Regions from separate parts of the Canis lupus genome. Here region 1 is linked to region 2. Evidence: chromatin contacts called from public Hi-C data. All regions are on one chromosome and are shown on one strand. Each heading gives the region's core, a stretch centred on a gene start, on an enhancer-like site or on the middle of the called end of the contact. The rest is flanking DNA. Distances are from core to core; before and after follow the strand shown.

The links. A called contact is a pair of places that touch in the nucleus more often than the background predicts.
Region 1: a contact with region 2 is called in a Hi-C map of blood, with 4 times the contacts expected there. The contact joins the promoter of CCDC88C here to the enhancer-like site in region 2. A contact is called at or near these places in 4 of 9 Hi-C or Micro-C datasets (amygdala and blood).

The regions. Positions count from the first base shown.
Region 1 is chr8:62,574,688-62,579,816 of UU_Cfam_GSD_1.0, forward strand. It overlaps CCDC88C (protein Daple), which reads right to left and starts at 2,053. Exons shown (of 29, transcript XM_038545572.1): 1 at 1,877-2,053; 2 at 1,055-1,155. The coding sequence starts at 1,936.
Region 2 is chr8:62,521,158-62,526,230 of UU_Cfam_GSD_1.0, forward strand. It overlaps CCDC88C (protein Daple), which reads right to left. Exons shown (of 29, transcript XM_038545572.1): 4 at 3,960-4,029. Among named protein-coding and RNA genes, the nearest start is that of CCDC88C, 53 kb to the right of the region's middle. Within about 2 kb of position 1,259, at least 2 of the 20 cell types and tissues checked have an H3K27ac peak or open chromatin away from gene starts, as enhancers often do. A contact at or near this core is called in blood, where this site is marked.

The sequences.
Region 1 (5,129 bases), core at 803-3,302, 54 kb after region 2:
CAAAACAAAACTGAAGTGTCTCTCCCACAACATGGCACCAAATGACTTATTAAAAGAAGCAATGTTCCCAGGAAATTTTTGAAACAGACCTTTTTGGGTAGATCTATTTAAACCACTTGCTGAATATGCCAAAGCTAAATAAATGCTCCTCCTCTGCGGGCCACAAAGCTGATCCTCATTAGCTAATGGGTTCGTGCTCAAGTACAACTTGCTTAGTTGCCAGTGAGTAGGTAAGCCCGAGGGGCTGATCCACAGAGAGTATTATTAGGACGTTTTATTTGGCTTCTAGTGCCTGGGAATCATACTGACACTCAGTTCCAATATGTTCCCTGCGCCTGAGTTAAAAACAGAAAGCAGAGGTAGGAGCCAACACCTACATGTGGCAGGCTGTCAATCAGACGCTGCAGAATTTAGCTAGAGGAAAGGATGTGGTCAAACATACATGCTAGTGAGTTTAACTTCCACCAAGACCCGTTTAAGCTCAGTACTACAAACACTACACAGCATTCGGACTCCCAAGGCTCTCTTAACACAGTGACTTTAAGCCTTAGGAAGGGCCTTAGGCAACTGCACTCGCCAGAGAGCAACAAAACGTATGATCAAGTGAAAAGAAGCTCAGAAACACAGGCATCCCAACTTACAGTGAAACTTTATAGTCACACGGATGCTCTGGGTACACCCCAAACACTTCCTGTAACCAGACTGTTACAGTTCCTTGCCCCCCAAAAGGGTTTTTTTGTTTTGTTTTGTTTTTTTTAACTTCCTTGCTCAAACTTCAAATATCTAAGCATGAAGTCGGTTGTCCTATCTACACCACGTGGAGGACAGTCAAGTCATTCAATTCCAAATTGCCTTAACCAAACAAGCTGCCAACCTGCTGTCCTGGAATTCTTCATACTCACAGGAAAGGGAAAAAAATCACCCTAATCTTGAGATGCCGGCGCCCCCCCCCCCTCCACTTGCAAAGAACCCTCTCTGTTTGAACACGTTCCCATTCTACAACCTTAAACTTTCCGAAGCATCGCTCTTTCCTTCTTCCCCGTAGATAACTTACATTTGCAACATGATTTGGTTCAAAAAGATGCCATCCGCTAAATCCATGTACATGGTCAGATTGTCCTGGTTGCCGCTTCCGAAGGAGCCAAAAGTTTTCACCTGCCGGGGAAACGGGGCGCGGAAAGGCAGGAAGTGAGCCCCGAGGGCACGGTCTTTAGGGCTCTCCATGGCAAAGGCGGGCAGGGCCGGTGCGGGAACAGGGGGTCACCCCCGCCCGCCAGCCCTTGCAGGGGCCTCTACCCCCCATCCTGCGCCAGGCAACAGACGCAAGACAGCAAGACGAAAACTTCCTCCCCACTTTTCTCCAGCGGCCCAAGGCGGAAAAAAAAAAAAAAAAGAGAGAGAGAGAGAGAGAGACTTTTCAATAAATTTCTCACGTCTCAAATCTACTGGAAGTGACTGCGCCGCCCCCCGCCTGTACCCATTCTCGCTCGGCCGCCACCCACCTGCTGGTCTGAGGTTCGGAAACTACACGAGTGTATTTTGGGGTAGGAGTCCCTTCCTTGAGTGGTCAAGCCCCGGGGGGTGGGGGTACCCCGACCCGGTCCGCGCGGGGGCCGCAGCCCAGCGCCCCGGCGCCAACAGGTGCACCCGCGGAGCCCCCGCCCGGCCCGGCCCGCAACGCGGCGAGGTCCCGCACCCGGCGCGCGGGCTCCCGAGCGGGAAACGCCTCCGGACCCCGGGGCCCGGACCCCGACCCCGGCCGGGAGCACTCGCTGAGTCCCCCGAGTCCCGGAGGCTCCCCGGGCCCGCGGGCGGGGGAGGTGGTGCGGCCACGGCGGGGGCACCAACAATGGGGCAGGGAGCTGGGCGCACTCACCCAGGTCACCAGCGGGCTCTGCAGGAAGAGCTCCATGAGCTCCGACACGGTCACGTCCATGCTGAGGCTGCGCCCGCCGGCTCCACGCCCGGTCCCCCGCGCCGCGGCACAAAGCGGCTCCGCCAGCGAGCGGGGCGCGGGGCTGCGGCAGCTCGCACCCGGGAGACAAAGGCGGGGCGCGAGCCCACGTTCCGCGGCTTCGGCGGCCCCGCGCCCCGCCCGGGGCTGGGGGAAGGGGAGGGCCCGGCGCTAGGGGAGGAACAATGCGGGCGCGGCCCCGCCCCTCGGCGGCCCTGGGCGGCTGGTGCGCCGCCTCGCGGTGCCGGGGCCGGGGCCGGGCGCTCGGGCGCGGGCGCGGGCGCGGCTGCGCGGGGCGCGGGGCGGGGGGGCTCCGCGCGGCCTCCCGGGCCCTCCCCGCGGGCCCCAGCACGTGGCCCTCCCCGCGCGTGCGCCTGCGGCGGACCCGAGCGCGCGGACCCCGGCCCCTCCGTGCCTCCCCGGGGCGGCGGAGCGCCGAGACTGGGGAGTCGCCCCCGGCCCACCGCTCGCTGGGGCGCCGCGCGGCCCGCGGCCCCGTCCCTCCCGGCCCCTCCCCACCCTCCCCGCGGCAGGTGCAGCCCCTCGGCCGCGCGGAGCCCCAGCCACCCGCCGCCGGGACAGGAGCGGAGCCCGCGCGCTTCTCGTGGGGGTGGCGGCCCCAGGGAGGAAACTTAGTGTTGAGTTCAGACCGTGGGAGCGCGACCTCTGGCGCCCCCCGCGCCACCTCCCGCCCTGCCTGCCTTCTGCAAGCTCCCCCGGGAGGCCAGAGCCCCGCCGCACCACCTGTGACCCCAACCCCCACTGCTGCTGCCACTTGGCGGTGGAGGAGCCAAATCCCGGACTCCAGGTTGGAGGACCTAGCAGCAGCTTAGTGGAGGGCGACAGGAGAAAGGACGGTGGCCCCACCTGGATGGGAAGCAGGCCCTGGCCCAGACCACCCTGCTGAGACAGCTGCGGTGACCCACGTTCCCGTCGCTCTCTGCCACTTCACCTTGGGCTGGTAATAATCTACTACGATCCAGTTCGTTGTTCAAAGCACTTCATGCGAATTAACGAAGGTCCTCACGAGCCAGCTGCCGCGGGATTGGCCTAAGTGCCTAGTGTACGGTAGGCAAGGCGCCTGGGTGGCTCAGTCGTGGGCATCCCACGCATGATCTCAGCTCAGGTCTTGCTGTCAAGATCGTGAGTTCGAGCCCCGCCACTGCCTCCGCCCTCCCCCCCGTTGAGCTCCACGCCTAGCGTGGAGCCTACTTAAAAAAAAAAAAAGGGGGGGGATCCCTGGGTGGTGCAGCGGTTTGGCGCCTGCCTTTGGCCCAGGGCGCGATCCTGGAGACCCGGGATCGAATCCCACGTCGGGCTCCCGGTGCATGGAGCCTGCTTCTCCCTCTGCCTGTGTCTCTGCCTCTCTCTCTCTCTCTCTCTCTGACTATCATGAATAAATAAATAAAATCTTTAAAAAAAAAATAAAGGATACCAGAGCAATAAACCTTTAAAAAAAAAAAAAAGTATGCAGTAGGCACTGAATGGTTGCGAGTTGTGGTGGTAGTAATTTGAAAGTTGGCTGTCAGGTATTGAGGCTGCGGCATCTGTCGGTGAAGTGTGGTATTGCAGCCGAGTTTCGCGTCTTGGCCTTGTGAGATGACACTGTGGCCCTGGGAGCCAGGTGGGAGATGAAGAGTCCTAAGGAGAAATGTGGAAGTCAGGGTAACTGGGGGAGGGAGGGGGTGGGACAGTGCGGAGGAACTGAGGTTTGTAGCTTAGTGGTTTTCTTACGCGCCAGGAATGCATTAATTCCCTAATTGCCCTTATTGTAAAATGGGTTGGAAAACAGGTGTGACTGGTATCCGTCCATCTTTGTGTAGAAGATCCTCGTTCTGCAAAACAGAGAATGTCTGTGAGACCAGAGTGTTTTTCGCGTTGACCTAAGCTGTTTCTGAGGCACAAGGAGGTAGGATCTCTAAAGTTATTCGATAAGCATACTATTTCACTTGGAGGAGCACAAGGGACTAGTGAATGCTTTCTGACAGTTGCAGTGGGACATTTCTCATCATGGTGAGAGAATTTGTCCCTGGGGATGTTGGCAGTCCCTGGGCCACAGCCAGTTCAGGAATTTCTGATGTTGGGATCAGTCATTGTCTGCACCGGTTCATGATCATGGATGTATCCATCATTCATTGCCTAGATCCTGTCTCACTCAGAACCAGCTCAGCATCCTTATTGCCTGAGTGGCAGGGGATCAGGTAAACTAGATGGTGCCCAGGTTACAGGGTTGAAAAAGCTTTGAAGGTCTGGATGACCTGGACGAGATACTTTCTAGGAGCCTCTTAATCCCTAAAAGTGGAATTATATTATTATATCCCCCTATATGACTACAATTTTGAGGGTCAAGGTGGTGCATGTAAAACAGTTTATAAAGATATTGATGACTATCTTCCTGATATTCTGCTGGGTTCTATCACTACTTTAACAAAAATTGTTTCCCCCATGCCTCCTTTGGGTTGGGGCATAAGCTTCAGGGAGCATACACGGAGCACCTCCTAACCACTGAGCAGAGTCCCTCCATTCTCGCCTCGATACCCCTCGGCTCTCACTCTGAGACCTAACCCTTTAATTTTTTTTCTCACTCATTTCTGCATAAAAAGTAATTTCTCTGCTTTATACTTTGCTTCATGGACAGAAGTATTTTAATTTTGTTCTTCATTCTGAAAGGATTTTTCTCTTCCCCTCCTGGAAAATGCTGTCTAATGGCGTGTAAGCTAATGGCATATCTTGGTTACCTGATAGGAGCTGAGATTATTTGTACAACTTGGAGGTCAGGGGGAGAGGAATGGCTATTTGTTAACATGTCTCTGTATTCTATTTTTGTTAGAATGAGAGTATATTGCTTTCATGATTTAAAAATAATTCTTTTTTGTTTGGTCAAAGTAGATCTAATGTAAAACCACCTTAACCATTGCTTGTCTAGTTTAGAATTAGATACATTCGTATTGTTGTGCAGCCAGCACTGCCATTCATCCCCATCCCTCTTTTCCTTTTTGTATGTCTGAAACTGTATATCTATGAAGCCATCACTCTCTGTTCTCCCTCCCCAACCCCAGTCCCTGGCAACCCCCATTCTACTTCCTGACTTTATGATTTTGACCCTAATACGCTATTTGCCTTTTTTGTGACTGGCTTATTTCCCTTAATGTGGTGTCCTCAAGGTTCCCCCATG
Region 2 (5,073 bases), core at 9-2,508:
CGTGTGTGGGCTGGGGGATAAGCCCTGCGACAGACATGAGAAAATAAACGATCAAAGATCTGGAGAGTGATACACACTGTGAACAAGGGGAAGGCGAAGCAGGACAGGACTGGGATCCTGAAGGGTGAGGGGCACACAGGCGGACACCCGGCAATGCCTACTAAGGGCAAGCCCAGCTGCGGGAGGCCAGTGCACGCAGGCCCCAGTGCCAGGGGACGGGGCAGTACAGCAGTTAAGAGGAACAGGGCCTGTACTGAGGACATGGGGACGGGAAAGGCCAGGGCAGATGGGGAAGAGGCCACTGTGGCAGGAAGAGGGAAGCCTGATGAACACATGTGGGTGACAGCAGATGACAAGACTCAGCCAAGGCGACACAAAGCGAAGAGCACCCTACAATACGCAGTCCTGAGGGCCACCAGCGTGAGGCTCTCCTGCCAATGGCCATCATACGAACATGATCAAGGGGCTCAGGGCTGGGTCCTAGGAGACCCCAGGCCAGGCTCCAAGATGTGGGGTCCACCCGATGAGGTCCCGGACAGACGCCCCTGACAACCCATGAGGACAGCTGCAAAACTGCAGGTGTACCACGAGACAGACACTGCGGAGAGGTGACTTCAGGTGCAAAAGAGGAGAGACAGGATGAAGAGTTGGGGCCAGGAGACCCAGACACCAAGAAGAGGTTTTAACAATGACTTGAAGTCTCTGAAAGTTCTTCTTCACATTCATTGAGCATCCCTGAATCCCACCCAAGGCAGAAGAAAAGAGAACATCCTTTCATCCCACGGGGTGGCATGGGGTGGGGGGCAGGTTGGTTAGACACACAGAGAAGCTCTCGTAAGGGTAGGAGTTGTGACATCTCCCTTCCTTAGGTCGGAGGCAGGGGACAGCCCCCACATCCCAGGACACCCTCCTGGGGACAAACACTCAGTGTCTCAGGATCAGTGTCCCTGTGTGTGTGTGTGTCTGACGAGATGCCCTGCTGGGCTCTGTCCTGCCCCTGGCACATGGCTCCGTTGAGGTACATTTGCCAAAAAAAAATTTTTTTAATAAAAAAACCCCAAAACTGAAATGTTATAAATAACAGTACAATATCAATATCAGCCAAAGAGAGCACAGGCATGCTCCTAAGATGATATGTGGGGCAGAATTAGTTTAAAAAAAAAAAAAGAAGAAGAAGAAGAAGAAAGCAGCACCCCTCCCACCTCCCAAACCCACTTCTAGGCAACCACACAAAAAAGAAATCAACTTTGGTCTTTATTTAAAAAGAAACCGAAAGTGCTTCACTCATCTATGTTTTACAATTTAAAGCAGGAAACACTATCCCATAAATACATTTCTGCACCTTCTTGCCAGTGGGCCTGCTGACCTCCCCCCTGCTCAGGGGGTCCCGGGACCCCAGTCAGAGCCTACGCAAGCACGCACCCAGCTCCCACATCCAGGGCCGTGACCATGCAGGCCCTGCCCGGAGACCACCCCCCGCCCCCCGCATGCCCCTGGAGACCCCCGCCTGCCGACCCCCCGAGTCTCTTCCCAGCCTGTCCTTCAGAGCAGGAGATACCACCTTTCTGACTGATGTATACTGATCCTATCTGATGCCAGGACACCCCATGCACCTGTCAGAGCCTCAAAAACAGCTTCCCTGTGGTGTCCTAAGCCTGAATTGTGGTGAAGAGTGCATAGTTGTAGACACTTATGACAAAAAAAAAAAAAAAAAAAAAAAGCCACTACATCATATACCCAGGACAGGTGAATTTTAAGGTATGCACACTATGCCTCAATAAAGCAATTTCAAAAAAAAAAAAAGCAAAAGCAAAATCCAGTGTCCACATCTCTGCAGAGGCTTCTGCTCAGCACCAGACCCTGAGAGGAGACCTGTGTGCTCTGCGTATGGACAACCCCTCAGGCTCCATGTGGTTCAGAGGCTGGAACAGAGACTGCTGAGCAGGGAGGCAGGAGCCAGGGTTCCAGGGTGCAGCGGTAGCTGGCAAAGGGGCCTCCAGAGTATGGGCTTCCAGATGGCAGGGGGACATCATCAGGGAAGACCACAGGTACCCTCAGGAGGAGGGTGGGAAGTTATCCAGCACGACGGGGCAACAGGGTGGCTGGATGGGGCAGTGGGATGTGTGTAACGCCAGACTGGACCACATGCCACTGCCATTTCCATAGGTCAGAGGGTCGATGACTGGCCCAACCTGATTCGTCTGTGTGTGATACGGCCAGGGAGCTCGGGCTGCAGGGTCTACTTGCGGGCCACGTGACCGAGGGCTTGCCACCGAAGCCCTACGAGCCTCTGTGTTCTCACCTATCAATGGGCTGGCACGGTCACAGCCCAGGAGCATGCTCCCCTTTGTATGTGTTAACCATACATGACGCCCAGTGCAGGGCGGGCTCACCAGGGGCTCACACAGGAAGGCTCCACTGTTCCTGCTCCTCTGCAGGGGGGTGTCTCCGGGGCAGGCAGCACCTAGAACCATGCTTGAACCACCAACCTTCCACAGGCATCTCTCCCCCCATAAAACCAGCCCCCAGAATAAACCGGGTCAGGCAGCGTAACTCTGCTCAGCAAAGCAGATCCCCACCTTCCTGACGTTACCACAGAAATGGGAGAGGAGCCACTGCCCCCGGGGCCGGGGCCTGGGCTGGGGCCTGCGTGAGCGGCATCTGGGCATCCGCTACCTGGGGAACCATAAAATAAAGCCAGAGCCAGGGGAAGGCGAACATCAGGTTCCCCCTTACTAATGCACAGAGAGGGGAGCGGTGTTTGCTGCCAGGAGCCTCTAGGTGGGCCTGGGCAGCCTCTGCTAAGGCCATGAGTGACCACAGCCAGCTGCACTGGGGACCACGGGGAGACCCATGAAACCTAACGTCCTCTGGGCCCACAGAGAGAAAAGTAGACATGCCAGGCACCCGGCACCCAGCAGCATAGCCACCAGGAGTAAAGTGACCCAACGCTTGGCTACCCCGACCTCCAGCAGCTCCCAGGGCCATGGCACTAAAACACAGCTTCTCTGGAGAAACTTTCTAGGCCGGCCCCTCAGGGTACTCTCCCCAAAGCCTTGAGGCAGCTCTAGCTACTCTCATATGGACAGAAACAGGGGTGGCCAGATGCCCACGGGAACAGGGTATGAGATGCCACAGAGGAAGGCTTCAGTTCTTTCTGTAGAAGCCACTCCTGCATGGCGTCCCTCCTGCCTTCCTGGATCCTCACCGATCCTAGGCGGTCAGAGACCTGCACTCACCAGGTCTCCACTGGAACAAGGCCCAGCTGGCAAGCACACTGTGCCTGGGGCCTGTAGGCTGATGTCCATGAGTCACGGGCAGGGGTCAAGGCATACACATATGGCATCCCCCTCCTTAATCCACCCAGCAGGTGAGCTGGCAGGTAGGCATTAAGCTCTGATTTTCTGGAAGGTGCCCAGAAGGACATTTCTTTCAGTCTTTTCAAAGTCACACCGAGTGTGCAAGCCTAGGACTTGGAAGCCTTGCCCATCCGGGCTCCAGAGACCAGGAGAAGGCATAGAAACAGATCCAGGACGAGACATGGGGAAGAGATGGAGCACCGGGTGAATAAATGTGTAGCAGGATCCTCACAGAAGGGACAGGACTTCCCTCGGAAGAGTCTCACTTTCTTGCCAACAGGAACCACGTCCCACGGGGGTGTGGATTCAATGTTTACGAAGGAAAGACCCCGGAGCAAGTCCACCATACGACAGCCTCAGGCTCCTAAGCCAAAGGAGGCAGCAGCCAGGCCTGGCCTGCACTTGTATGCGGTGGCGGGGGAGGGGGGCTCTCTCCCGACTTTGCACCTCAGCGTGATAAACCACCCTTCAAGAATCTCACCCCAACAAGCCCGTGTTTTCACCGCACGGGCTCTGTGCTGGCGGCCAGAGCTGTGTGTCCAGCAGCTGCTCAGAGGCGCCGGCACTGCCCAGGCACGACAGGGGGCAGCTTCTACTCACCAGACAGTGGGTCTCTGCCAATCATCAAAACATTGGGCAAATTCATTACGATCAGCTGCTGGAGAACTTCCTACAGAAACAAAGGGGAAAAGGTACAGTTAAGAACAGGAAACAAAATGACAGGACAACTAAGAAAATTAGTTTATCAAGTCACTCGATGAACACATGGCCACTCAATGGTTACGTATGAAGATCCTATATAATAGAAAGGAATATTTAGGATACAAATACACATGAAAAGTCCAAGTTGATTATACTTCTGCCTCAATCACTAACAAGTGTAAATCACACCAGCCTCTGTACGGAGACCCTGGGGAAAAATGAGGATCTACTGCAAGCCAAGGCTAGAGGATTAGGGGTAAGGTTCTTTTTAAGAGACGTCTTTATTTTCATCATATGGTTTGCTGGTGCAGTTAAAAAAAAAAAAAAAAAAACTACAGAATAAAGATGAGAGAGATGCTACTGAGTCTTTGTAACCTGATGCTTCAGGATCCTGGCATTCAGCAGGTCTCAGATACGGAGCTGCAGAGGAGGAGCCTTCTCTCCTTTACAGCAGTGGCTCCCCAGGAGAGGGGATAAATCAAAGCTAATCCGCACCCGTGGGGGGAGGGGGCTGCGCGGAAATGAGCCGCCTTCTGGCCCTCACACCAAGGAGCTTTGAGAGAAGGCCCAGGCACCAGCCATCAGTCATGCCCCCGTGTCTGGGGCCTTTAACAAGCTTCCCCCCCCCCCCCGCACCCCCAACGCCCCGAGTGTGGGGGCTCCCAGGCGCCCACCCACCACTCCCGTTGCCCAGCACGCTTCTCAGGACCAGTCTGTTTTCTGCGCCCAGATGTGCCCTGTTATTCACAAACCAGAAGGTGTAAAAGTCTCATCTTACGGAAGACAAGGAAGGGGGCAGGTTTTCCTAAGTATTCTTGGTCTTACAAAAGTGGTCACTATAGAAGTTCTTCACCAACAAAGCTCCTCCTACATCTTTTTTTTTTTTTTTTAAAGATTGAGAGAGCGCACACGTGTGTGCACGTGAGCAGGACAGAGGAGCAAAGGGAGCAGACTCCTTGCTGAATGAGCCTGATGCGGGGCTGGATCCCAGGACCCTGAGACCATGACCTGA